Regions from separate parts of the Mus musculus genome. Here region 1 is linked to region 2. The links are chromatin contacts, called in public HiChIP or PLAC-seq maps. All regions are on one chromosome and are shown on one strand. The core of a region is the stretch at or near the end of the contact, and the rest is flanking DNA. Distances in the headings are between cores, read along the strand shown.

Region 1 (2,921 bases), core at 260-2,759, 140 kb before region 2:
TTGGTCAAGATAACTAGGTTCTGGGCTTGCAGCACTTTAACCTCTCCAGTTCCACTGAATCAGCCCGTGGTCCAGCAGGTGTGGAGGAATTCCACAATCTGAAACAAACAGAGTATGGCTACATATGCTGGAGGCAGAATGACTGATATATAGCCCAGGCAGGCCAAGGCTGCACAGGAGACTCGGTCTCAAAAGAGACCAAATGAAAACAAGACTGAAAGCAGTTGAGGCAAAATAGTAAAGTTTTATAATATAATTGACAGATATGTGTTGCTGAAATAATATGTCCTCAGTGTTTCTTAGAACGAAAACAGTTTTTAAAGATTTGGGTATGGTTAATTTCAGTGTGTGATGATTTTTTTTTTATTTGCAACTTAAAAAAATAATTCTGTTTCTGGTTAACTGTTGTTGTTAACGGAAGCGGATCAACCCAGGATATGGGTTTTGTACTTAAAAGGTTACCTCGAGAAAGACTTGGGGCCACACTGGGACCCTGAGCACCCATCGCAGTCACCAGACCATTAATAAAGATTTTCTATTGGCTTAAACGCATGCTCAAGCAGTCTTCTCGGATTGGTACTCCACGACAGGTCCTTGGGACCCTGTCCCTCGGTCCTCTTCCTAACAAGTTCTATTATTTTTCTTTTCTTTTCTTTTTTGTTTTTGTTTTTTTGTTTTTTGAGACAGGGTTTCTCTGTATAGCCCTGACTGTCCTGGAACTCACTTTGTAGACCAGGCTGGCCTCGAACTCAGAAATCCGCCTGTCTCTGCCTCCCAAGTGCTGGGATTAAAGGCGTGCGCCACCACTGCCTTTTTCTTAATATAAAGCCGAAAAAGGAGATTTATTCAGTGTGGCCACATTTGGGAGAAGGACAAGTGACCCAGGGAAACTGTTTTGGGGCCCCTGAAGCGAGATTAAAATTTAAACAGAGGCCAGAGATCTGCGCTTTTGAGCAGTCTTCGTCAAGGTGTGGCGCAGCTGGGGCTGACACGGCCTTGCCTGTGCTTCAGGCTCTTCCTGGAAGGGGGTGGAATCTCTCCATGGAGACAAGGCTCCGCTCTGCCTAGGGCTTTTCCCTTCTTGCAGAAGGAGACTCCTGAGGAAATGTTCATTTCTCTGGGATCCAGTGTTTTTTAATGGTCTGACAGACTGAGAGACGCAAGGGTCTCATTAGAATACATTTATTCCTGCCAGAACAGAACAAGTCCCCACTTTTGGGGGTGGGGGTGGGGGTGGGGAGAGGTTCTCGCTGTCTTGGAATTGACTCTGTAGACCAGGCTAGCCTTGAACTTGCAGAGTTCTGCCTGCCTCTGCCTCCTCGGTGCTGGGATTAAAGGCCACATTGGCCAGCTGAATTCCTCACTTTCTATATGCCTATGTTGGGAACAAATGTAAACGGAATACAAGTAGGGATTAAGGGCTGAACCCGCAGTGTCAGGTGGTGAGCAAGCGGTGTTTCCATAACCGCTTGGCCCACCTCCCAGCTCAGCCCCTCCCACTCACCTGGGTTACGGACACTAGTTTAGATCATTTACAAGAGTTACCGCCTTTGTTCTCCGTTTCCTGTTTAAGGAAGTGAAGAATGTAGAAAAGATTGCAGGCTGCAAAAGATTTTAATCTAGAAATTCTCTAGTGGGACCTGTAGAGGTGTGGCTTGCTAGGGGTGTAGCATGGGTGGGGGTTTAAAAATATGTTTTTGTTTGTTTGTTTGTTTGTTTGTTTTTCTTGCCTCAGGACGCCTGCCTTTTTTCCAGGTGCGGATTGTAGGTCTTATAATTTTGGTCGTATGCATGATGAGTCATGTCTAGGCAGGAGCTGATCAGTAGAGGCTCTTCTCTCCTAGTATATACATGGACCTAGAACTGATTCAGGCTGCCTGGGCTCATGCTCTCTAGTACTAGATCTGATTGGTTGCAAATTAGTCACACAAGAGTTGCTGGGGAAGAATTGGGTCGGACTTTGCCAGGAAGGGATTGTGTGAAGGTGTGCACAGGGTGGGGGTGGCGTATCCCCAAGTTGCTAAACTATCTCTGCAATCTGTTGCTAGACTATCTCGGTCTCTGTCAACAGCACCCTTGCTGGCTCCCCTCTGCCGGCCCTAGTGGTAGCGACTAGGAATTAGATCGGCCCTGAGACCAGTCAGTCAGGATGGCACCCTGAGACCTCACCTTGGACTGTTGTAGCTGAGGACATTGACTTCCTAAAAACAATAGAGACAAGGCAACCTACTGTGAGCAGCTTGGCATTCACTTGGTCCCTCTTCCTCTTCCACACTCTTATCTAGATATGTTTTGTCTGTCTGTCTGTCTGTCTGTCTCTGTGAGGGTGTCAGATTCCCCTGGAATTGAAGTTACAGACAGTTGTGGGCTGCCATGTGGATGCTGGGAACTGAACCCGGGTCCTTTGGAAGAGCATCCAATGCTCTTAACCGCTGAGCCATCTCTTCAGCCCCTCACAACCCTTCCTTAAAACACCAAACAAAAAGTCAGAAACAGCAATCCACTTTTGTGATGTTCCCTACTGGACTGCTCGGGTAACCTGAGTTGTTACTGTGAGGCCCCGACTTAAAGTGTTTCTCCAGCCCCTGAACGGTCCCCAAGCTTGTATTCCCTGATCTCTAAAAATACAGCCAGAAAGAAGCTCTTTGTTCTTTATAGCCAGCAAAAAGCCTTTTTGTTTTTATACCTTACAACCAGAGATGCGATAATTGTAAAAAGACCTAGCCAGGCGCTTGCTTAGCTCCCTGTGCCAAGGACACGGAGATAAATTCCACAAAAGAAGAGCTACAACTCACTCCCTACTCCTCATGCCTTGTAATTTTACCAAGGACACCGGCCAGAGAAGAGCCGTAGCCAAACTCTTCCCAACTCCTCCCAATTCCTCACTTTTCCTTTAAAAGCTCCCTATTGTGACCGCTAGG
Region 2 (3,039 bases), core at 506-3,005:
ATTGGGGGCGTGGCTCAGTGGTAGAGCCCCTGCCTAGAATCCCCCAGTGAGGGATTGGGGGCGTGGCTCAGTGGTAGAGTCCCTGCCTAGAATCCCCCAGTGAGGGGCTGGGGGCGTGGCTCAATGGTAGAGCCGCTGCCTCTTACCACATCATCCAATACACTGTGGTTCTACCCTGGCACAAGGTCCTAGAATGACCCTGACGTTATAGGCATTAATGTCGAGAAGTAATCAAGAAGTGTTTAAATATTTAGACAGCAGCCAGCAGTGCTCGCTCCTGCTCCCTGGATGTCTTTGTTCATCCCAACCCAAATTACAATCAAAGGCTGCGTCCCCAGTATGGTCTGACTCAGATCTGATCACTCTGCTGTCTCCTATTCTACCCACCCGTGGATGCTGGGTCTCAAACACACACAGATGTCACACAGGGTTGTAACTTTGAAAGGGCTGTATTACAGGGAAGCTATGAGAGCAGGTCGTGGGGTCATCTTGCCTCCTGGCTCTTGGAGCTACAGCAATTCCCAAGGCCAGGCTGGGTAGACAGAGCCTCAAGGCATCAATAGCACCTGTAACAGAAACATGAATTCCCAACAGGGGGTGTCCGGACAGAGATTGTCCCGTGTGGGAAGGTCTGAGGAGGGGTTCAAGGCTCCAGGTTGAGGAGCTTGGGGTCAGGCATTTTTTTTTTGAGGGATTCCGCTGAGCTGACTTGGGGTGTTGTTACAGTGAAACAGAGGATACCCGAGGTCTGTGGGTCTTGGGACGATTGCTGGACCTGGGGACCACTAGGAATGAGCCTGGGAGGTCTACAAATGGTTTCAGGATTTGGGGCTAATCTAAACAAAGTGGGTGGGGGTGGAGGGTTAGACCAGACTGACTCTTCAAGATTTGGGCCTGGGGTCTCGAGGCCTGAGAGGTTTTTAAGTCTCAGAGTTGGATCTAGGGGCTTTCGAATGTAATGAGGCAGGGCTGGCTTAGGGGTCTAAGGACCCCAGAGGAGCCAGTGACCCCCTCATTCTTAGGCCAGGAAACCTCATGCAAGTGCAGAATTAGGGCGGCGCTGAGTGGAAGGGTTTCTAGAATGGAGGCACAAGTTGGTTGGCATTGTTGACTTCCTGGTATGGGGAGCCTAGAGTTTGTCTAAGAGCCTAGGGGTGGTGGTGAGGGCCATAAGATAGAAGATGACAGGATTAGTCTAGGGGGTGCACTCAGAGATGGGACCTCCAGGAACAGTTTCTAAGGAGAAATCTACTTTTCTTAGTATGAATCTGGGGGTCTCTGGATTCTGTGGGAGCGAGCCTTGGGTTTGGGTGGTGGGATTGGGTAGGTACTCACTTGCAGTAGAGGGCAGAGATGGAGTCGGACCAGTCTCCAAAGATGCCTTTGCGGTACTCTTCCAGGCGAGGGTAAGAACCCGCGGTGAACTTGCGGGTCTTGCCATGCTTACCGGGGAGAGACCACACAGTGATCTCACAGCGCTGGCCCACTACCAGAGACGATGCAGTGTTAGACCAGCCCGAGGGCAGATAGGGCAGGTCAGTACCTGGCTCCACAGACAACACGGGCCCCTGGCAGCAGTTGTCATAGTATGGATCACTCTTCTCATAGAGTCTGGCGCACGTACGCGTCCCATCTGACTTCTTCAGGTCTGCGGGCACCGGGCAATTGCCATGGGCACCAGGGACAGCCACCAGGGCTAAAGCCAGCAGCAGTGGGCACAGCAGGGACATGGTGACAATGAACCATGAGAGGTCTGAGGTGCACTTATGACCCATGGGAAGAGAGAATATATGAGATAAAGACAAGGGAGGAATGAGGACACACCCCCTGTCCTTGGCGCTCACTGGAATGAGGACACGCCCCCTGTCCTTGGCACCAGAGACCTACCTGAGCAGTGTGGAAAACATCACACCACTGAATAGTAAATACAAGATGGGGATAAAACCCTAACGCCTTGGACTGGTTAAAGACAGTCTAGGGGTTGGAGATAAGGCTCAGAGTGTTTGCCTAGCACTCGTAAAACCTGGGATTTGATCCCTTGCCATTGTTTACAGAGTAGCTGTGGTGGGGGAAAGCAATGAGGAAGTAGAGGCAGGGGGATCAGGAGCTCAAGGTTATCTTTGGCTACAAAGCAAATAGGAGTCAAAGCCCTGGGGATGTATTTGGGATCCTGGGTGAATGGGGGATAGATAGATAGATAGATAGATAGATGATAGATAGATAGATAGATAGATAGATAGATAGATAGATAGATAGATAGATAGAAAGGAGATGATTCCGAGTTCATATCCTTGAAGAGGGCCATGATCCAGGAGACTCATCACTTTGGGCGTCTATGGGCACCTTACAATCACATGCACGCACACCCACAGAGACATGCATGTTCACACATAATTAAAAAATAAATTAAAGGTTTTAAATGGGAAAAGTCAGGACTGGAGAGATGGCTCAGCAGGGAAACCTGAGTTCTGAGCCCCAGCACCCATGGGAATGTGGCACTTATAACACCAGCACTGCAGGGGGCAGAGGCAGGAGGATGGCTGAGACTTGCTGACTGGCAGCCTAGCTCCAGGTTCAGTGAGAGACCTCGTCTCTTGACATTACTTTGTTGATGGATCAGAATAGATAGATCAGCCCTCCTGTGGCCTTTGTGTACACATGCACATTAATGCATATATCTCACACGTGTGTGCATATGCCACACACGGACACATGGACACATAAAAAGGGAAGAGAAAGATAAAAGGGAAAGGCTGAAAAAGTCGGCACAGACCTCAAATCCCAGCACTGAGGAACCTGAGGTAGGAGAAGAAGCTGTGGGCCAGCTTGGGCTACAGAGTGAGACTGTTTGTACAACTGAAAGGGCTGGGGATATTAACTTAACTAAATAAGTACTTGGTGAATTAAAAAGGGTTCCCAAAATCTAGATGTAGCTATGCTATACGGAGTGTTTACAAATGGACGAAGAGATGAGCTTCCTCTTCCCCACCCCTCCCTCCACCCAAAAGCACAGGCAGGGGAGAGGACAGGGGCGTGGCG

Evidence for each region. HiChIP or PLAC-seq counts read pairs in DNA pulled down with a chosen protein or histone mark.
Region 1: a contact with region 2 is called in an H3K27ac HiChIP or PLAC-seq map of embryonic stem cells, with 7 read pairs. The contact joins the enhancer-like site here to the promoter of Sycn in region 2. A contact is called at or near these places in 3 of 39 promoter capture datasets (hematopoietic stem and progenitor cells, liver and macrophages), 1 of 484 Hi-C or Micro-C datasets (nephron progenitors), 1 of 115 datasets of contacts at active chromatin or transcription factors (embryonic stem cells) and 4 of 9 other capture datasets (adipose tissue, liver, macrophages and 1 more).

Annotation. Positions count from the first base shown.
Region 1 is chr7:28,675,924-28,678,844 of GRCm38.p6, reverse strand. No RefSeq gene overlaps it. Among named protein-coding and RNA genes, the nearest start is that of Fbxo27, 16 kb to the left of the region's middle. Within about 2 kb of position 1,509, at least 44 of the 459 cell types and tissues checked have an H3K27ac peak or open chromatin away from gene starts, as enhancers often do. A contact at or near this core is called in embryonic stem cells, where this site is marked.
Region 2 is chr7:28,539,601-28,542,639 of GRCm38.p6, reverse strand. It overlaps Sycn (syncollin), which reads right to left and starts at 1,755. Exons shown (of 2, transcript NM_026716.3): 1 at 1,336-1,755; 2 at 430-566. The coding sequence starts at 1,730. The coding sequence ends at 557.